Linked DNA regions of Mus musculus: all the other regions are linked to region 1. Evidence: chromatin contacts called from public capture Hi-C and promoter capture Hi-C data. All regions are on one chromosome and are shown on one strand. Each heading gives the region's core, a stretch centred on a gene start, on an enhancer-like site or on the middle of the called end of the contact. The rest is flanking DNA. Distances are from core to core; before and after follow the strand shown.

Region 1 (5,365 bases), core at 2,067-4,566:
AAGCCTTCCTGAAGGCAGGTGGTTCGGGAAGGATGCCATCCATTTGCTCCAGCATAGTACTTGGAAACACACTGCAAAGTCCTTCCATTTCCTATTTCCTTCTGTGCGAGGTTTGGTTAAGGGCTGAGCTATTTTTCAGAGCATATGAAAATCAATGTCTTGCAAATAAGCAGGTTTATAAACACCCACCTACTATTCCAGCCACTACGGGACTTGCTCCGAGGGATCTGACATGAAGATTCAGCAATGGGACCACCATGCTGACACCAAACAGGTCCTGGGAAACCAAAGAGGGGTTTGAGTTAGTACTGGAGGTTAGTACTATTGAAACTGGTGACCCTAAAACTATAATTCAATTTCAAACACAAAACCTGCATCTAACAGTAGACCACCACGGCCAGGTTAAAAGTTATGATGGAATCAAGGTAAGTCTAAATGCTGACTAGTTTGCAGGCCAGGGTCAGCTTTCATTTCAGCTTCTTTGTGACTGGCCTTTAACATCCAAGGAGGACTCGCAGCGCAAGTGCAAAGCAAGTGTGAACTGAAAAACCCCGGCATCGTGTGGATGATGAAGGGAGGCTGGTCTGCATTTATTGGTAAAGCTGTTTTTGCTTCAGTAAAAATCTCAAGTTACAGAAAAGGACCGATGGGCTAGAGTTGGTACTTTTTCAGTCAGCCTCATTATGTAGCCCAGGATGACCTTGCACCTCAGCGTCCTGAGGACTGATGTCACAAGCACCTTCCACCACGCTAGGCTTCAAAATCTGTCACATATCAACACCTGAGACCAGGGAAGCATGTGGAAGGTGGAAGGCTAGTGAAATACTGATATCCATAGACTAAGAATGATGGAAGGTATAATATAGGCTCATGAGGAAGAGCTGGTAATATCTCCCGTAGCACTCAGTGACTCTAAAATACCACTCCTTTTACCAGGAAAGCTAGCGGCTGGCTCTTTCTTCTTCGAAAGTTCTAATGTAAAATCTCTCCTTTACTGCAATGAGCACTTCCTTCCTGATCTACACTTCCTACAGGGCCACCATTATTCATACTATGCATCTGACAACCCATGTGCTTGCTCCCACTCATAAGTCAGCTTGATGGGAACACCTAGCCTTCCCCTTTGCATCAGCCTTTCCCAACGGAAACTGATGAATGCATTTGAGCTTCTCTGCCTTGTACAGGGAACGAAACCCAGAGTTTCTCCACTGGTGGGCTATTTCAATGCAGATAAATTGTCACCTGCTACAGGCTGGGAAGAGGGAAAAGAAACTGACCAGGTATCTGGACAAAAGCAGATGAAATCACAGACCTCGGCACTATCTTAGTTTAACCAAAATGCGCCAAAGGAATGGGTTTAGTATTCCTAGTGAACGAAGTTAAAATATCAAAATTATTGAGAGCTAAAACTAGAATATTTGCAAATGACTTCTCCAATCTTATACCCTTCCTCTTTCAGTCAGAAACCATTTTCTGAAGCCTTTTGGGGTCTCGGAATACATGAAAACAGCGACTAAACTGTGCGTAATATTGTCAATTACTTAAAAAATCAGCATAGGCTCCTTCAACAATACATACGGCTGCATAAGACTCTATACAACATTTCTCATTGAAAAAATAAAATCCTTGCCTTTTAAAAACTATGTGGAAATCATATGTATTTCCCTCAAGATGTGCTCTTGGATATATTATTCTCTTAAATATAGTATTACACGTCTCAAAATTTTACATCAGACTGGATTTACCATGTGCACGGCATATGGCAAACAGCAGAGGGTGTGGGTCTCCAAGTCTGTGTTGGAAGGCTGCACAGAATGAATGATGTATGAACTGCTTGATTTCATCGTAACTCCCAAACTATTGTGAATTCTAACTCCCGGTAGTTGCTGCTACCCTCTGGGTGAAGTCTGAATGTTCCAAGTGAGGGCCTGAGTCTTTTCCACATATAACCTTCGTGCCCTCTGTGGTGGGGCCTCAGCAGGTTGGAGACGTGCATCACCCCAGTGGATGACAGTCAGCATCCTTTCCCAGAAACATCCACTCCCCAGCTTTGGATTCTGAACAACCAGACTACACAGTGGAAGTAAATAATGTCTGCATCCCTAAAGTACAACCAAAAAGCAAGGACATTACTCTCTAAAGTCAAGGCAGGGAGCCTAAGAAGGGAAACTGTATATCTTGGGACCTGCAAAGTATACTTTAGGCAGAGATATCTCTCAGGCATGGTACTCAATACCTTCTAGCTCGGTGAATACAGACATTTGGTGAAATCTACTTCTTTCAAGATTCTAACAAGCATTAATTAAACGGAACCTCTACCAACTGTTGGACAATTTGGAATCCAAACAGAGGCTGCCTCTCTGTTCCTTAGCTACATGGCTCAGCATGCTAACTCCTAATTCCAGCAACCCTTCAGTCTGGAAAAAAAGAGTAGACTTACTTCATCTGGACAGGGAACAATAGGAATTGTTTTCTCAGGTTCAGTGCCAATCAGATAGATACCTGCCACAAAGTCTTTTCCCACTGATCATTCAACTAATTGGTTCCGTCTGCCTGATGAAGAAATCCTACTGAAAGATTTTTCCGGCTGCTTATAACCAGGCCTATTGAACTAAACCTCGCCTTGAAAGAGGAGCCAGTGTGAATCAGGGTCCAAGACTAAGACTGTAAATTCTCTGGAAGCAGAAACTGCTTATGATGTCAGTGCTCCAGGGCATGTACCACACGCGGCAGGCATTCAGAAACTTCATGAATATTCATTAGTAATGAAACTTCATTAATAAACAGATGGATGGGAGAATAACTTCTTAAGCTTCTCATTCTACAGGGCAAAGGACTATTTGTGGACCAAACCAATACACACATGCACAGACATTATAGCAAAACAAAAACACATGCCATTTTGCCAAAGACAATTGTGTGCCGTTCACCTTAACTTCCAATCTCCAGCTTTAAGGCCTCCAGTGTAGACCCCTCCAGGGTCAAGGAGTCACACCTGAGGTCAGTGGTGAAAGGGCAAGAGGAGGCACCTCACAGCACACTTCAGACTCCGGGCTGGAGCTGTGTAAAATACCCGGGAACTTGAGGTAAGTGCAAGTCTGCAGAGACTTGGTGCTTTTCCCCAGCCCCGGTGCGGGCACTCACCAAGAAGCCTACAAGGTAGAGCCAGAGCAGGAAGCGGCGGGAGCTCACAGCACTAGACGGTGCTGTGGCTGTCACCGGGGTCTCCGAGGCTAGATCCTGCCTCGAAGCCCCGTGCCCCGGGACCCCCAGCGCCATTCCCAGGAGGGCTGGGGGTGCGGACAGCTTAGCCGACTGCAGACCACGCCCCCGCCGTGGCCACGCCCAGGATTGACCACGCCCATGGCGGAAGCGATCTGCGTGCGCCTGCGCAGATGGAAGGTCGCGCCGCTGGGTGGGTGTGACTACTGTTGTGGTGGTACCTACCGCGGGCGTCTTAATTCAAGATCGCAAGTTCTGTGACAAGTGACTGGTGCCATCTTTCCTCGCTCCCTGGTGGTGTAAGGCACGAAGGAATTGTGTCTTTTTGCTAGTACCAGGTTTTCTTCAGTGATAGCCGTTCTGGCTTTAAGGATCACAGACCCAGGGCCCTACTTCCTACTTGGCTCTACAGACCTGGAACGAGTTAAGGTGGCTGTGGAAGCTTTCGTATGCATTTGAAAAACAATGGGTAGTAATTTAGAGAGACTTCTAGATATCCAAGAAGTCTGTAAGCATTAGTCAGCACTTCGTAGCTCTACAAGGAAAACAGGCCAGAAATAGGCTGAGAGTTGGGCTTCAGGGAGTAACAGGAGCACACCATGAAAAGCATGAAGAATTGTAAATAATAAACGTACAATAGAGAGATACACAAAAGTTAGAGGACACGTGACATAAGGAAGTGTGAGCCTTGGTGTGCTTGTGGGATCTGCTTAAATCCAACGGAACTCAAACTTCAGGGCGATGCAGATGACAAAAACTTACTATAACCAAGACACTATTAATCAATCAGGGCCACAGAAAAGACAGGAGAGCTGAACTATGATCTCAAAGAGATACTGTATAGCATAGTTAAAGCAGGAAACCATAAAGAGAGGGGGAGCTGGGTGGGCTGTAACATTGTCAATCATATTTAAAGATAAGGGGTTGAGCAAGGGCGTTTCCATCAATCAGGATAGGAGTAGGTTCCTGGACATGGGAACATGAATTTTGTTTGACCCTGCCAGCCAAGATGGAAAAGTTAGTTGTCCCTGAGATATCTGGACTCAGACAACTGTTTCCTTACAGCAGAAGCTGTTCAGCTATAGCGAACTCCCCAGCTCCCTAGGGCCTGGGACCTTGACTTGACTTTCTCCTCGTGATTAAATGGAAAACGAAATGGTAGAATTTAGAATACATTCCTTTTGCTTGTTCCCAATGTGCTGACCAAAGAAGTAGAGTCTGTAGTGCCTTAGGCTTCAAGATGGGTGTGACCAAAACATCCAAACACAAAGATGTAGAATAAACAGGGTTTCAGTCATCTATAGCCTAGAGGTTTCATTCTGAGAGCAGTGGACAGAAACAAAGTAGATGTGTGATATTTAATAGTTAGTGAACTATTAACCATTGTCAGTAGCCCCACTTCAGTTGTGTGAGCCCATGTGCATGCAAGCACAAGCTCCTGTGTGTGTGTGTGTGTGTGTGTGTGTGTGTGTGTGTGTGTGTGTGTATCAGGTAAAATGCCTTGGCCTACAGAAATCTTTGGCTGTGGCTGCTTCCTTATGGGATCTGGAACAGAAGAAAACCAACACCTACTAACAGCATTTCTTAAGTTTTGTCACAGAAGAGACTAGAATTAATAGTTCAAAGTCTGACTTGATTCCCTGAAATTGAAGAGTCCCCTCTGCAGTCCCTCAATTTACTCAAACCATAGGCAGAGCATTTTGAATGAATAGCTCATTCAGAGTCTTGAGGCACTTATATGTCTCCAGACCATAAACCTTCACAGCTTCCTTAGGCAACCACAGCCCTTCAGTAGTGTGGCTGTCCACAGCTCTATGGTAGTGTGGCTTTCCACAGCTCTATGGTAGTGTGGCTGTCCACAGCTCTATGGTAGTGTGGCTGTCCACAGCTCTATGGTAGTGTGGCTGTCCACAGCTCTATGGTAGTGTGGCTGTCCACAGCCCTATGGTAGTGTGGCTGTCCAGTTAGTGCTCTATCATCACAGCAAAGTGCCAGAGAGAATTATAAAGGGAACTGACTTTCTTAGGCTCACACTTTGGAGCTTTCTAGTGTTGTGGGCAGGGTGGGTTTAGAGGACTCTTGGTAGAGTGTCCATATTCTTTTGTCCCAGGACAAAGGATTGCACAACAACACATAAATATAA
Region 2 (5,365 bases), core at 2,148-4,647, 2.0 Mb after region 1:
GGCTCCCTGGAGGAAGAGGAAAGATTTTTCCAGAAGGGGCTTGCTCCGAAGCATGAAAGTTCAGCCTTTAGCCTATTATTCAAAAAAGTTTTTTTGAGGATTTTATAAGGAAACAGTTTAAACCCAGCTGCACTTATCGATCTGCAGTTTGATTTTGCTTTGTTAGGAGGGATTTGTAATCTGCTTTCAAAACGCTGTTTTGTTCCTTCCTTGATAGCAAGTTCCTGCCTGAGGCTGCCTCAAAAAAAAAAAAAAAAAAAAAAAAAAAAACCAAACTTGTCACTTGAGGTTTCAAGTATATGTGAACAACTAGAATGATTTTAACCCCGGCAATGTCTGTCTTTTTCACATCTATGCATAATGGGAAATGTTAAGGTTTATACAAAATTTTATCAGATTCTGTCAAACTTGGAATCTGTGAAAAATAATCATTTGTCTTTAAGAGAAAAAAAAGGATGCGTGCGTGTGCAAGTGCATGTGCGTGTGTGTGTTTGTATGCAAAAAGGAGCAAATTCTATTTACAAAGTCAGAGGATTGCTGAGACCTCAGCTTTTCAAGCGCCTTCCTTCCCTCTCAAAGGCCATGGTCTCCCCTGGAATTTGCTGCACCTACAAACTAAATTTCCCAGGTATCTTGTAACAAGTTTTGAGGACATTCTTTTTTATTTATGGCCATTAAGGGTCAGAGCTGTGCCTTTCTGAGCACTGGGGAGGTTTAATCTTACGACTTCCTAAAGTTTCAGAACCATAAGAATTAAGACTGAAAAGCCGTCTCTTAACTAAACTAACAATTCCTGCTGATGTTCCTTGAGCTTAAACCAGAGTCACTGAAGAGATAACAGTCCTTTAATTTCCTTAATGAAATACACACACTCATGTTGTTGTTGTTTCTAACATAAGTGTACGCTTACACATGTATGATCTTTATGAGTTTATTTAGCAAGAAACCAAATATGTGAGGGAAACCCTACTTTCTGAGCAGTACTTTAATTGCCGGTCATGCGTGGTCCACAGATCGTTACTGGATGTTTACAAGGTCTTTCGAGGGATAGCTTTCCACCCCAGAAGAGGGTAACATATCTTCATTGTTTATAAAAATGACAGCTCCTAATGGACCATATTAGCTTTAACACAAACTATTAAATCCCCTTCATTAAGGCTCTCTGTGTTCTGCCCGAGCCTCTCCTGAGCTCCGGGAAAGAGGTGCAAAGTCCTAAGGAAAGCCGGGCACACACTGAGGCGATTAGAGATCACGCTTATTAGATAAGACTCGAGAGGATGTTTTTCTTGGGCAGCTCACAAACATTTTGAAAGAGTCGTGTTCCAGGTTTGAGGTCCGATGTTTCTTCCTCTCAAACTATGAGCAGCTGTAGCACATGACCTACTTCTGTAGGGCCTGTAATGATTTCCTTCCTTCGGAGGCATCGGGAGCCCTCCTCCTGCCCTGTGAAAAAAAAAGGGACAAATATTTTAATCCAAGCAAAATGCTGAAGCAGGGTTTGTTGGTTTCAGGGAAGAAACTCAATACAGCTTCAGCGTGGAGTGTAGGCCTCCGATTGGAACCATCTGGACTGCAGAAAGGCTGGGAGACCTTAGGGGAAGGCAGAGGCAGCTCTGCCTAGGGCTGTAGCTCATACACCTGCAGACTCAGCTAGCCTCTTGGCAAGTAGCTGGACTCACCCAGGACCTCAGTAGGGAAGCCCGAAATCGTCTACAGCTGGGAGCATCATGCTAGGAAGGCTAACTATAGCCCGGCCAGCGACTGATCTCAAGGAAAGGAAGACCTTGGTAGGCTTTTAGGGCATAGTTGACGTGGTCAGACAGAAACACACTTTCCAACTTCGTTTCTCTGTAGCAGTCAGCCTAGAAAGTCCCCAGGAAAACATAGATTGGTATGCATGTTGTTTTTTGATTATCCTTAAAAGTAAGGGAAGGAAAATGTTTTTTAAAAAAATCAATGCCTGCATGATTAATATCCTCCATGACATTAAAGTTACTTTTTTGTGTGAAGAGGGTTATCATTTTTTGTCTGCTAGTTTTGTTCCCAGCTAAGTGAAGCTGTTTTTTCCACTTCCAAAGGGTGCTATGGTAAGACAAGAGGCCCTCCCCTGGAAGGAAGTCTCAAACAAAATATTCCTAAACAAACATTCTCATTATACAACAACCAACAGTGTAACACTTTCCTTAAAGAAATGTACAGCTTCTTCAGTTACCAGCCGTAAGACCAGGAAAAGAATACAAAGACCCCAAACAAACAAATAAACAACTCACTGCTATGACGGTGGATTTAAGGCTGTCAATATTCTTTTTATTTTTGAATTGGAAATCTCAGTCGGGTGAGGGACAAGAGCAGGAGCCACTTTTGAGTAAGAGAGACCAGGACCTTTGCTAAATCAAGGATCAGTAATCTAATTTTTCTTTTAATTTGTAAAGCCAGTTCTGAATATATTTTTTAAAAAGGAGGGGGGAATGAGACTGAGAACCTGTGCCATCTCCATCCCTTCAACACGTGAACCTTACAAGAAAGATACTGTTTTCAAGATGGGTCTTAAATTAGTTACTATGGTGAGGAGCAGAATGAGCCCAGTGTGACCAGCACAGAACCCTAAATACCAAGAGCCCATAGCCAAAGCTAAGGCAAAAGCTGATGCGTAGAATAAAGTGTTGCTGCCCCAAGTGTAAGGAGTGGTTGAAAGGCTCAGTTTCAAGGTTCAAAGGTATACATTTTCTTGATTTCTTGTAACTGTTTTTTTTTTTCCAGTACTGGGTAGATTGAGTGGCAGGCCCCATCCCATGAGAGGCAAGTGCTCTACCGTGGATACCTAACCTTGGCTCTTAACGGATCTTTCAAAAGAAGCTACTAGGCCTCATGGTTTGGTTCACAGTAACTACATTTATTGGATTATTATAATGAAATGTATTAGCTGTTGGAAACTATACAGTTAAGATTTAGATAATATATAGGAGGTGCAAAATTACATATTCTTTTTAGAGGAAAGAATTGTCAGCAAGGATACTTTTCTTTTTTTTCTTATTTTTTTTTAATTCCAGGAGGGAAAGTAAGCTCTGCAAAGGAGTATTTGGCTAGCCAGGCTCACAGAACATCTTGCAAGTTTGAAAGCGTTCTAAGGTATGTGTACTGTAGCTTGTCGAGGCCTGTGCTGAGGGGCGACCTGGAAGAGCTGCTTCGTTCCGAGGGGTCTGTTCACATACACTTTATCAGCAGTAGGCTGAGAGGGGTCTAGAATGGGGCGTGTTGCTTCCTCGCTCCCTCTCCCCCATGTTCCAAATTTATAAGCATGAATCTAAATTTTTAACCAAATCTTTGTTCTCTTTCCTCTTGAGGCTGCTTCACACCCCGGCCCACACACCCAGCTGCACTCAAAGAGCTCTTCCTCCCCGCCCCCACCCCCACCTCCACCCAACAGTCTCCACCACCGTGCATCCGCAGGGTGAGACCCGAGGGACCTCAGCTTGCCTGGTGAAGCATGCCCTGGAGCCAGAGGCCAGGTGAAAATCAGGCGGGCAAGGCGATGCGGGCAGAGTCAGAGAGCTTGTCCTCGCTACCAGAGGCTGTTATTATGTCACCTTGAAAACTTGGGTTCCCTGGGAAACACTAACCCAGCTGCATTCACAGGACTCTGTCATTTCCCATACATGCCTGGTTCCCATACACGCCGCGGCCGCGACTGGGACAGGCTTGACCAGCAGATCTAGTGGAATGTGAGTTTGTGAGAAGTATCAATGTCTACATTCGGGAAGTCAAGAAATACTGTGGCATATCTTCATTTTTAAAGACAAGACTCATTCTGGTCCACTTATCCCCCCCCCAACATCAATAAAAAGGGATCATAACACAAAGCAAAAAAGTCAAAGTCAACCTTCTAATGGCTTTTGGGGGGAAACAAAACACCCCACTGTTTTCAATGAAGGGGGAAAATTATATATATATAATTGTCAGCAAGAATACATTTTTTTAATTCCAAAAAATATATACACACGCATGTATATGTATATGTATATACATATATATATACATATATATATACATATACACACACACACACACATATAGATAGATAGATAGATAGATAGATAGATAGATAGATAGATAGATAGATAGAGAGAAGCCCGCCCTGTCTCTGGTAAAAATAACCAGTTGGAAGTGGATAACTTCAGATTGATTTATGAACTGGCAAAGTATTTCTGATTTCTTTTAAAAGGAACAAAACAGAACAAAACCCCAAAGCCCTCTTTCGGTCAAAATGGTCCGTAGGTGATGGAGCCTGGCTTCCTAGCCCTGTGCTTGCCAACTCTGCACTGCCCCAAAACATACAGAAATGCATGATTAAAACTAGAATCAAAATCTCCAGTTGCCTTCAGCAAACCACAGCACAGGATAGCGGAGCGGTGCCAGCTTGCAGTATAAGTATAGTTAGTTACTTGGCGCCTGCTAAAAGTACTGCCCCCTTCCTGTTTAATAATTAATTCAACTTTAAAGCCCCAAGGATCTGGACTCAGTACCCGATTCACAAAGCAGTACAGAAACAAAATGCTTCCAGAACTGGAGGGGGAATAGAGGAAGAAAGAATCTAACATTTCAAGAAATATCACCACATGGGGCCACCAAGCTTGGGGGTGTGTGTGTGTGTGGAAAGAACTGGGGTAGAGAAATATTTTTTAAAAAGCACAAAAGTGAGGTTATTCACGGCCACTGGCACCAGGAATGGGAGTGGTACACTGAGCTGGAAGCCATCCATTTGGGAAGCAGGCCTGCTGCCTTCAGACTGGTGGGGACCCAAAGGGTAATGGGCTCAGTCTCTGGAAAAGGAGAGACCCAGCCTCTTCTCATTAGTGGGCTCTGCTCATTAGTGGGAGCACTGTGCTAGAAAAGGCACCAAAGGTTGATAGAAGCCCTTCACTGGCCTTGTCTTCCACCCTACACCTGCTCTCAGATACACAATTCTCCCTCCAGGGCCATGGCCAGAGCACTCCTGAGGAGAAGGGTGAACACACACACACACACACACACACACACACACACACACACACTCATACACAAACATACTCACATTCATACTCACACACTCCCTCACACACTCACACATACACACATTCACCATACACACATTTACATACTCATACACATACAGGCTCACACACACTTATACACATACTTGCACACATACACACTCACTCACACACACACACACACACACACACACACAAGCACTCTCACACACAGAGGAAGGCTTGCTGAGCATAAGTGTACTGTGCATTGAGAACAATAAAGAAACCCAGGCGAGTTCCTGGAAGTAACTATGCAGCCACAGAAGTTAGCATCCAGAACAGCATCCGGTAACTGA
Region 3 (5,365 bases), core at 828-3,327, 1.9 Mb after region 1:
GCAACGTCAGACCTGTCTTACTAACTCCCTTCCACACACTTTCCCTTCCCCGCTCCTCCCAAGCAATGAAAATAAAGCTTCCAAACCTTCAAGAACACAAATAAACAATACACCAGAAAGGAAGGAAAAAGAGGAAGCAGAGCAAGAAAAACCAAACAAACAAAACAACAACAACAACAAAAAAAACACTTACCCAGCAAATTCCCAAGGTTAGACTTTTAAATAAAAGGTGGTGGTTGGTTTTTGGTTTTTGGTTTTTGTTTTTTGTTTTTGTTTTTTGTTTAAAAAAAAAAAAGTAAGGTTCCTGGAGGGGCAGAAGAGAAGGCATATTCTCTACTCTCCAGAGCCGAGTTATCCTTAGCCTTCTCTTTACACTGACTCCTCTAAGCCCGGTTCTCTCTCGTCTATTATTTTCACCAAAATATATGAAAATGTATGCAAATGAAAATCAGCACTAACTGTTCTCCCCTTGTTATATACTTTGGATTTTTTTTTCCAGACAAAACAATCACACTCCGCAGAGGGAGGGGGAGGATTGGGTGGGGTGGGAGGGGGGAAGCTGGGGAGCGATTTGAGAACTAAGTACGTGGGGGGTGGGGGGAGAGAAGGGGACAGACCTGGGAACAGAAGTGCGTTTCTGTTATTGAGGAGCACAGCGTTTGGGGGGCTTCCCGAACGTGCACACCCTCCTTGCAAAGAAAGAAAGTGGATCTGTTTGCTGAGGCGCTATCCCGTTTCATCAGGCCACCTGAGACGGCTTTTGAAAGCGTGTACTGTGAAACTCATAGCAGTAATTTAGACAAAATCCTCACTGTATATTAATGAAAGGCGGCCCCATGGCTCTGTTCCTATCCTCCCCATTCAGTGTAAACAAAACCACGAGACTCTTTCGGTTTTTGAGCCGGATCCAAGCAAAATCGGCAGGAAAGGAAAACACGGGGTGCTGGCACCGACTATTCAAACGTCTGCACCTGGAGATCTCAGATTTATTCAATGAAATCTGTGTTCCATCTTTTATATATACATATACGCATATATAAATATAAAAAGGAACCTTTTGGAATGGAGGGGGGAATCCGTTCTGTTTTGGGGCTTTGGTTACTGCTGCCTTTTAGATCTGTTTCTACGATGGTATCTTTTCACCCCGGCAAGCAGGAGCTGGACCCGATCCTACATAAATGCCCCGCGTCTACGGTTAATCTCGAGATCACGCAGAGGCTGCGAGGCTGCTGCTGAGCTGGAGAGCTCCCTCTGTAACTGAGTTCACAGAAGTGAGCCCTCTAGAGAAATTATGCATCGGGGAGAAGGCAGGCCAGTTCTTTATATTCGGAGCACACCGACCGCCGGGTTACGTTCTCGGCTGCTGCTTGGACTAGAAACTGCAGATTGCGGTCCGGTGCCCTGCAGCTGAGGGTGCGGGGTGCAAGCACACGCACACTCATTAAGAGTCGTGTATTTATTGAATGTCCGAATTGGGTTAGTTCATTGGAAATCCCCAAGGAGGATTTAATTTGTCCTTGTTTTCGTTGCCACTTTCTCTTTTTTCTTGGTTCGCTGAGGTTCCTCTGTGCGGCGTTTCCGCTTGGCCGCGTCGTCCCCCCCCCCCCCAACACACACACACCACACCACCCCCTCTTCTCCCGCCTACCGGGCGCACTCCTCCTCCCGGGCCCCTTAACTCTTTCAGCTGGGTTGCGGCTGAGAAAGCACTTGTCGACAGCGGTCACAGCCACCTCGCAAAACCTGAGACCCAAAGAAAGAGGAAAATAAAGCGTCCCCATGCCCAAGAATAGCAAGCGAGTGAAAACCCCACCAATGAACACACTCACACGCGCGCACACACGCACGCACACACACACACACACACACACACACACACACGAGTCAGCGGTAAAGGGGACCGGGGTGGGGGGCGGGTGAGCAGCTAGCAGCCCTAGGCCCTCTAGGCGAGCTGAGGCAGACACTGCATTCTAAAGGCATTGGGATCGAATACACTTACGATGAATCTAGGGGGACGGTCGGGCTGATTGCCTTTCAAATACCTCGCGTGGCTTCGTTGACCGGCACCCTCCAAACTCACAAGGGCACGCACGATACTTGCAAGAATCCCAGAGGAGGGTGGGTGGGAGGGAGGAAAGGAGGGAGGGGGGGTTGGAGAGCGAGCAGCCGCAGCAAGCGGTCGGACTCGCACGCGCGGGCCCCGCGCTGGTACAGGGCTGCAGGTTTCCCAGATGATGGCATCCGAGAACTTAAACAAAGAGGGTCGCCGCCGGCGCGCCGCGGCTGCACAAAGTTGCAGTGGCGGATTTCCAAGAAGCTTGGCCACAGGAGCTCTGCGCGAGGCAAGCCTTCCTTTCCCACCTCCTGCAGGACAGAGATGGGGGCCCGCGCGTGAAGGGAAGAGGAAACTTTGAAACCAGTGGGGACACATCTGTCTATAGGTATTAGCTTGAACGTACATCCGCGGCGCGCGCTTTACAAATCTCTCGCGTGGGGTGGGGGTGCGACACAACGCAGTCTAGGTAGAATGGGTAGACTGCTATTTTTCAAGATTTTTTTCCCCTCTTCATTTTCCTCCTGGTCCCCCTTCTACCCGCCCCCTCCTTTTCTCTTCCATTTCTCTCCCAACCCCCCCAGACCAATCGCGAACACAGGGAGCCGCCAAGGGAACGCAGACGTTTGGGCTGGACACTAAGAGTTAAGATGTGGCGGAGGGGTGGAGCGAGGGGGGGGGACGACGAAGGGGGCGGAGGGGGAGGGGCGTGGAGGGGAAAGTGGCGCGGAGGAGGGAGGATGGGGCGGGGGGGGGGGGACAACAGATTTCCAGCTTCTACGACGCTCTGCCTAAATTAAAAAGCAACCAATCGGAACGGCCGGAAGGGGGGCCAGGCGTCCTAAGCCAGTCATTCCAGGCTTGCCAATCACCCAGCGGGTAGCCAATCAGCAGGGGCCCTGGTGCTCGACTTCCTTGTATTTGGGAAAGTGTGGTGGTGGGTGCGCGCTTGCGGCGGAGGGTAAACATTCGACAGTCCCTGCTCTGAGAGGGAGGGACGGAGAGCGAACTGTCAGATCCTAGCGGGAGCGGGCGCTCGAGAGAAGGAGAGAGGGAGAGAGAGAGTGAGAGAGAGAGGGAAAGTGAGACAGAGAGAAAGAGAGAGAATCCGGGCGCAGAGCTAGCTCCGGCTGCAACTCTGCCCCGGCACGCCTGCTCCCGCGCCCGCCGTCGGGTACTCTAGGAGCGGTACAACGTGCCCACAGGAGTTGGTTGTGTATCAAGGATTCCCTGTATGCACACACACATCTCCACCTCCACCAATGCACTCTTCTTCCTCCTCCTTCTCCAGACAACTGCCGGGGAAAAAATAAAACATCAACCCCAACCTTCAGCAACAAGGTAACAGAACAATTCGACATTTTTTTTTCCTGTTCAATTTTTGCCTTGTTATATTTGTTTCCTAATTTCTACCCAAAAGGAAAGATGTCGCACCAGACTGTGAGTGTCGCGAGGAACATGAAAAGGGACTCTTGTTTCAGAGACGTCCAAGAGCTCCGGCAATAACAACTTCAGAGAAATGCACCATCGCAAGAAGTTTTCCTAGGACAAAACAAAACTTGAAAGAAGCGAACCAGGGGGGCAGAACAGGAGCCAGCCGCCCCACTCCGCAGACGCGAGCCGCCAGCATCACCACGCCTGTAAGGACCGGAAAAGTTTTACTATAGTAAGGGGAAACAGTAAGATGTGTTGCTGAAGATCAGGGAAGACAGCGGACCAACTAGGAGCGGCCAGATTGCTGGCCACCCACAATTTGGCCAAGGAAGAAAGGAACCGCTTCGTCCTTTGTTGTCTCCCGTGAAACCTTCGCTTAGCAGGTGGACAGAGCCCTGTGCCGGGCCAGAGTCCGCACTCGTCCGAGGACAGGAGGAGCCGCGGAGCCCTTGCTCCCCGAGAGAGCGCCCGAAGTACGGGTCCCCGCCCCAGTGGGCGAGCCTCGCTGGAGCCAGCCGATCGCTCCCGGCCAGGGGGGAGACCACGACCCCCCCTGAAGGGGCTGGCCACGGAGCTCGCCCGGAGAAGCGATCCCCCCTCCCCAGGGCGCTGCTCCTGCTGCAGCGGCGGCTGCTGCTGACCGAGGCTAGCCGGCGACCCCCGCGCCCTGCCAAGCGGCCTTGCAGCTGCAGCCCCGGGCCGCGGCGGCGGCGGCGGGGGCGGAGGCGGCGGAGGAGGAGGCGGCGGAGAAGGCGGCGGGGCCGGCGGGGACCCGGGGCGGGGGAGGAGGAGCGGGGGGGGAGGAGGCGGGAGGCGGGGGGGGCGCGGCGGCGGCGGCGGCGGCTGCGGCCGCGGCTGCTGCTGCGGCGGCGGCGGTGGTGGCGGCGGTGGGGTGGCGGGAGCGGAGCGGCATGGCCACGGCGGCTTCTAACCCCTACCTGCCGGGGAACAGCCTGCTCACGGCCGGCTCCATTGTGCACTCGGACGCGGCCGGGGCGGGCGGCGGCGGAGGGGGCGGCGGCGGCGGCGGCGGCGGGGCGGGGGGCGGCGGCGGCGGCATGCAGCCGGGAAGCGCCGCCGTGACCTCGGGCGCCTACCGGGGGGACCCGTCCTCGGTCAAGATGGTCCAGAGCGACTTCATGCAGGGGGCCATGGCCGCCAGCAACGGCGGCCATATGCTGAGCCACGCGCACCAGTGGGTCACCGCCCTGCCCCACGCTGCCGCCGCTGCCGCCGCTGCTGCCGCCGCTGCCGTGGAAGCCAGCTCACCGTGGTCGGGCAGTGCGGTGGGCATGGCCGGCAGCCCCCAGCAGCCGCCACAGCCGCCGCCGCCGCCGCCTCAGGGCCCCGACGTGAAGGGAGGCGCTGGACGCGAAGACCTGCACGCCGGTACCGCGCTGCATCACCGCGGACCGCCGCACCTCGGGCCCCCGCCGCCGCCCCCTCACCAAGGACACCCTGGGGGCTGGGGGGCCGCAGCCGCCGCCGCCGCTGCCGCCGCAGCCGCCGCCGCTGCCGCTCACCTCCCGTCCATGGCGGGTGGCCAGCAGCCGCCGCCGCAGAGTCTGCTGTACTCGCAGCCCGGAGGCTTCACGGTGAACGGCATGCTGAGCGCGCCCCCGGGGCCCGGCGGTGGCGGCGGTGGAGCGGGCGGTGGAGCCCAGAGCCTGGTTCACCCCGGGCTAGTGCGCGGGGACACGCCCGAGTTGGCGGAGCATCATCACCACCATCACCACCACGCGCACCCGCACCCGCCGCACCCGCACCACGCGCAGGGACCCCCGCATCACGGCGGCGGCGGCGCGGGGCCAGGGCTCAACAGCCACGACCCTCACTCGGACGAGGACACGCCGACGTCTGACGACCTGGAGCAGTTCG
Region 4 (5,365 bases), core at 1,820-4,319, 1.8 Mb after region 1:
ATTGAGCTGTGTCTTTAAACTATATGCATCAGCCCAGTGTGCCTGTGCACTATCAGGGAAGGTCAAGGGCTAGTGACATAGTGTGTCCTCTTCAAATTTCACAGGAGGACTTCACGGTCCCTGCTAGACAGCCTTGCTCTGTCTCATCCACTCTAGGAAAAATTGAGCTGTGTAGGCAGATGGGGCTCTAGAGTTCCCAGAGAAACCACCACATAGTATAACTCTGGATTATCTGCAGCTCTGGGGCCTGGGTAGACATGCAGGGTCTTCAACCCCACCTGGTCCTCCTATATTAGGAGGCTAAGACCCTGCAGGAGTGATGAGCAAGCACTTGCCACATCTCTGAAACCTTTCCATGTATATCAGCCACTAAAGTAAATCCACAGATCTTTCTTCTCTGTGGTGAAATTGGGGACCCAGCATAGTAGGTCATTTGCCCAACTGAGGGCGCAAAGCTCAAATGGGAGTGAACACTGAGGTTAATGGCTCATTTTCTTTTATTTTCTTCAAGTTGATGCACCTTTCATCTATGCTGTGTGTGTGTGTGTGTGTGTGTGTGTGTGTGTGTGTGTGTGTGTGTGTGTGTGTGTGTTATATGTTGCATGCATATGAGTGTGCCAGCATGTGTGCCCATGTACAGATATATGGCGACCACTGAAGATGTCTGGTATCGCCTGTGTGGCTCCCCACCTTCTTGCCTTCAGTCAGGGTCTGTCTCTGAGTCAGACAGTGACTTTTTAAGTGGGTTCTGTTTTGTAAGGGATTTGAACTCTGAACTCACACTCACAAGCTTGTGTTCCTTTTCACGGAGCCGTCGTCTCCCTAACTGCTGCAACTTAAAAAAACTTAATCTTAGATTCACAATTTAGTGAAAATGAGTCAGCATTCAGCTGAATTTTGAGACCTCGCTGTTCCCCTGTTTGTCATTTTGCCCACTGTTCATCCCTGGGAAACACATTGGGCTCAGGGTCTGTGCGGATGGTAGCTGCTTCTTGTCTTCAGGCTATCAGAACTGAGCAGCCTAAGCCCAGGGAAATGGACCAACCACTGGACCAGCTATAAAGGAAATTGGATGGCTTCAGAGGCCCCTCTTTAGTCCATGGCTACCATTGTCTGTAGTCTCTGTATGATCTGATGGACAAAAACCTGCAACCCCTGTGCATGGAGTACAAAGGAGAGACATCAGATCCACTGATAATTGGCATGGTTTAACAAAGTTATCATGGGATCCTTGGAGACCTCTGGATAGTCCCTGCCAACTATATTAAAAGTAAGTGACCCAGAAGGTGGGTGTAAGAAAGTAATTTTTGGATAAAATCAGATAAAAGGGGGTTTCCAATGAGATGGGAGGGATGCAAACACGATCTGAGATACTAACCAAATGGCAGGTTTGAGGTTTAATTTTTCTTCTTAATCTTTTTCCTTTGGAAATAATTGTATCTTTTTTGCAGTCCATTCCAGCCTGCCAACCCTTGAGCTACATGTAGTCTGTATTTGTCAAACTATGAGTGAGCAGATCAAGCCAAAGATGAAAAATAAGGACAATCTCCCATGAGATCTGTGTCAGGATGCCCCTTCCCCAGAGATGCAAAAGCTGTGTAGCTGAGTCCCTGGAGTCCACTTGAGTGGATGAAGCCACCACCCAATACTCCCTTTTCCACCCTGGCTACTCCTCAAATGGCTTCCCTTCCTTTCTTCCTCTCTCTCTCTCTCTCTCTCTCTCTCTCTCTCTCTCCCTCTCTCTCTCCCTCTCTGCCATGCAGAGCACTAGGCCTTTCTCAGACACTTCATCCCCGCTCTGGGCACGATGAGGAGTGAAATGTGCCTCTGAATAGAGAAGAGAAGACAGGGTGGATTAATGGCAGAAGAGTAACACAGCCCTCGCAGAACAAAACGAGGGTGACCCGGACGAAACAAAGCGCCACAATAGATCATTTCTGAGAAGTCACCCGGCAGCTTTGAAACCACAGGCTGCGTGCTCCGGGGCAGTGAGTGTCACATCCATGGCTTTCAGGAGGCATGAATGGACGGGAACAGTAACTCTTTTTCATGCCTCTTTCAGAGGGCTTGTCGGTGGAGAAGGATTTACCATTCAATTCCCATACTTTTATGTGGGAAATTAGGAATTTGCCCCTTTAAAAGAAATTGCCTTTTAAACTCTTCATAAATTGTGGCGGTTTTATAGATTTACCCAAACTTCTTCTTCCTTCATGTCCTTCCACTTATATATCATTTTTAAATATTCATAAATACAGAGAGAGAGAGAGGGAGAGAGAGAGAGAGAGAGAGAGAGAGAGAGAGAGAGAGAGAGAGAGAAAACTCTCTTCTCCTCTTTGCTCAAAAATCTATTCAAGGCATGTCCCCGCAATAGAGACATTTCAACTTTCTGTCCCATGCCCAGTTGGATTCCCCCCCCCCCCATGGCTGTGTTATTTCACCATTTTTCATGAAACACTCAAACTCTTTTGCAAAAAAAAAAAAAAAAGTCACTAGGGGAACTACATAGGTGGCAAGTGCTAGGCAGAGCTGGTGAGATGAAAACCGACCAGGTCACTCACTCACCCTCAGCAATGACGTAGAGTTCTGTGCGCTTCCCTCGCCAGCCCCGGCACAGGGATTGTCCGGTAAAAACACTCAAGCTTTTCTAGGAGTGGGTTGTATACCTTATTTCCAGCCACCTTGGTCCAACACTGGGCCTCCCTACCTGGCTGTTTGCTTCCCAGAAGCCCACAGTGTTTGGCCATATTAATCTCATTAACCTTCCCGATCAGTTTCAACAGCAGTGAAGACTTGAGAACGTGGAGTTCCTGGCAGAGAAGTTGAGCCTTGGCTCCCTGCCAGTACATTTGAACATTTGATCTGGCTCCCCAGGCCCCTTCCAGAGCCTTTTTTTTTTCCATAGGAAGAAAGCACAAACAAGAAAGCCTTGCCATACGAAATGCAGCCATGTGTGACTCCAAGCTTGGCCCCCCCTCCCTTCTCTTGCCAGAATGTTCCTAGTCCCCGGTCCTTAGAGCAGAGGGAGCAGCTGAGATGATGATGCCTGCCTTTCTCTGGGGTCGGTCGGTCGACCATGCAGCACCTTGGGCACAGTCCCCCAAACGGAGCAGCCTTTAGGCAAGAGATGGAAAGAGGAGAGGGTTGGGGGAGGGGAGCAGAAGGCCTTCCTCATCAGCAGGTCTATAAGGCCAGACGAGGTGATGGGGGCTTCGAAATACTTCCTCCTGTGCAAATGCTGACAGTGGACCTCTGTTCTTTCAGGTTTCCTAGATTAGAAAAACAAAAACAAAGAAGGCTCTAAATCAGTGGTTCTCAACCTGTGGGTCTCGACCCTTTCACAGGGGTCGCCTAACACCATCAAAGACAACCAAGATTTGCATTAAAATTCATAACCGTAGCAAAATCACAGTTATAAAGTAGCAACAAAATAATTTTATGATTAAGGGGGGGGGGTCACTAAAGCATGAGGAACTGTATTAAAAGTTTGCAACATTAAGAAGGTTGAGAACCACTGCTCTAAATAGACTTGACTGGAATGAATTCAGACCCTGACATCACTTCTCTGGTTTTTAATAAAAAAAAAAAAATCAATTTTCTATTTCAGAGGGCATTAACAAGCTGAGAATGAAGGGCCCAGGACTGACTGCATCACACTCTGAACCTGGAGATGGAACTAGCTCCTTCCCTGTTGATAATCATGTCAAAAGAGATATACTACTGCTTCTTGATTTTAATTTAATTTTCTTTATATAGTGTGCATGTGTCTGGGCAAGTGTGTGAGCACATGTGTATGAAGGTGCCCACAGAAGGCACAGAGTACATTAGATCCCTCTGAGCTGTGGTTATATGTGTCTGTAATCTTCTTAACATGGGTGCAGGGATCTAAGCTCTGGTCCTCATGAAAGAGCAGCTAGTCCTCTTAACTTCTGAGCCAGAAATATTGGCCTTATCAGAAGTAATATTTGCCTTAAAATTAATTCTTTGGGGTTCAAGTTCCATAGTAAAGTTCTTGACTACATACGTGACTGAGACCCTGGGTTCCATCCGTAGCTTTGAAAGAAAATTCAATTAATATTTGAAGAAAATGGAAGCTCTTAAATATAGGTTTCAGTTGCCTGTAAAAAATAGGCAGCTTTAATGATCTGGGAAGGTTTGATTTGTAATTTAAAGTATTTGTTTTGATTATGTTTAATTTAAATATATGTTATCATTAAGCATATATTGCAGTGTGCTTAACTATTTAATTTTAAATTTCAGTATTTCCACTTCTTTACTGTCTCTAAACTTAGAAGAACTTTCAAAGTCCAGGCCCCTTAGGAGCTTTCTAATCCCCATGGCAACAACTCTCACATCACTCAGAAGCAGCAGCAAGGCTCAGCACCTCTAGGGAAACTCTTTCATCAGCCTGGCCCACACCACGGAAGCAAGCACACTGAAGGTGACATCACCCTGAGCTCCTAAGCAGCACCTCCAGCCATTTGGAATTGGGACAGCATGCTGCTTAAGAATCCTTTCTTCCAATGGAACCTTTAAGAAAATCAGCTTCTGCTTATAACTATGGACAAGTTTAAATATATGGCTACAGAAATTCTTCCTTGATTTTGCTTACAACGTTTTCAACCTGCAAAAGCTTTCTTTGTAAAGTCTCATTTCTGTTATTGTGGCAAAATGCCCTCGCACAGGTAATTTAAAAGAGAATGGGTTTTCTATGCCTTATATGTTCCAGGGTAGACACTAGTCCATCATGGCCTGGCAACTAGATCAAGGCCATTGGCTCACATTGCATCGTCAATCCAGCAACAGAAAGCAATGAGGAAGTGGGAACAAGCTTTAAACGCTCCAAGCCCCACCTATATTGACGCACTTCCTCCTTCTGGGCAGGGTTCCACTGCCTAAAAGTTCTAACTTTCTCAAATGGCACCACAAGACGAAGACCCAATTATTCAACCACAGAACCTGCAGGATACATTCACATTCAAACTACAAGAGCCAGTGCACCTTACCAGGAGCAACTGCACACACATATCTTGTCATGGGATTTGTCCACAAAGCGGTAAATATATTTAGACATTCAAGCGACCTATCCTTCTTCTACCACAAGTCTGGCTTAAAATTGTTCAGTAACTGTAGGGAGTCATTCTGATGCTTTGATCGGGAATCTGCGCATGAGAGCTGAAGGTCCTGTTCCCCAATTGGTTCTTGCTTGATGAAGCAAGATGTTAGCAGCCAATGGCTGGGAGGAAGATGCAGGGCTTCCAGATTTCCACAGACAGGCTAGGAGACACCAGAGGAAAAGAAAATTCACCATGCTTCAGAGGGAGAGAGAGCCACCAGTCATGGGAGATCTCAGGTGGAGTGGCCATTG

What was found. Promoter capture Hi-C pulls out the DNA fragments that hold promoters and counts their contacts. Capture Hi-C pulls out chosen DNA fragments and counts their contacts.
Region 2: a contact with region 1 is called in a promoter capture Hi-C map of pre-B cells, with 10 times the contacts expected there. The contact joins the enhancer-like site here to the promoter of Mfsd9 in region 1. A contact is called at or near these places in 12 of 39 promoter capture datasets (the 3T3-L1 cell line, the C10 cell line, the HPC-7 cell line and 7 more), 4 of 484 Hi-C or Micro-C datasets (cerebral cortex, nephron progenitors, neural progenitor cells and 1 more) and 1 of 115 datasets of contacts at active chromatin or transcription factors (kidney).
Region 3: a capture Hi-C map of embryonic tail shows a contact between it and region 1, with 5 times the contacts expected there. The contact joins the promoter of Pantr1 here to the promoter of Mfsd9 in region 1. A contact is called at or near these places in 5 of 39 promoter capture datasets (the 3T3-L1 cell line, cranial neural crest, embryonic stem cells and 2 more), 4 of 115 datasets of contacts at active chromatin or transcription factors (astrocytes, embryonic forebrain, embryonic limb bud and 1 more) and 2 of 9 other capture datasets (embryonic tail and liver).
Region 4: a contact with region 1 is called in a promoter capture Hi-C map of hippocampal neurons, with 4 times the contacts expected there. The contact joins the enhancer-like site here to the promoter of Mfsd9 in region 1. A contact is called at or near these places in 8 of 39 promoter capture datasets (the C10 cell line, cranial neural crest, embryonic stem cells and 4 more).

What each region holds. Positions count from the first base shown.
Region 1 is chr1:40,787,341-40,792,705 of GRCm38.p6, forward strand. It overlaps Mfsd9 (major facilitator superfamily domain containing 9), which reads right to left and starts at 3,317. Exons shown (of 6, transcript NM_172499.2): 1 at 3,145-3,317; 2 at 190-277. The coding sequence starts at 3,279.
Region 2 is chr1:42,770,729-42,776,093 of GRCm38.p6, forward strand. No RefSeq gene overlaps it. Among named protein-coding and RNA genes, the nearest start is that of Dalir, 23 kb to the left of the region's middle. Within about 2 kb of position 3,398, at least 18 of the 459 cell types and tissues checked have an H3K27ac peak or open chromatin away from gene starts, as enhancers often do. A contact at or near this core is called in cerebral cortex, kidney and pre-B cells, where this site is marked.
Region 3 is chr1:42,692,748-42,698,112 of GRCm38.p6, forward strand. Pantr1 (POU domain, class 3, transcription factor 3 adjacent noncoding transcript 1) reads right to left here and starts at 2,078. Exons shown (of 4, transcript NR_027826.2): 1 at 2,000-2,078. It overlaps Pou3f3 (POU domain, class 3, transcription factor 3), which reads left to right and starts at 3,021. Exons shown (of 1, transcript NM_008900.3): 1 at 3,021-5,365. The coding sequence starts at 4,399. The region is part of intron 1 of Gm46091 (predicted gene, 46091); the gene reads left to right.
Region 4 is chr1:42,627,087-42,632,451 of GRCm38.p6, forward strand. It overlaps Gm30248 (a long non-coding RNA gene), which reads right to left. Exons shown (of 3, transcript XR_373380.2): 2 at 2,563-3,266. Among named protein-coding and RNA genes, the nearest start is that of Gm30248, 10 kb to the right of the region's middle. Within about 2 kb of position 3,070, at least 32 of the 459 cell types and tissues checked have an H3K27ac peak or open chromatin away from gene starts, as enhancers often do.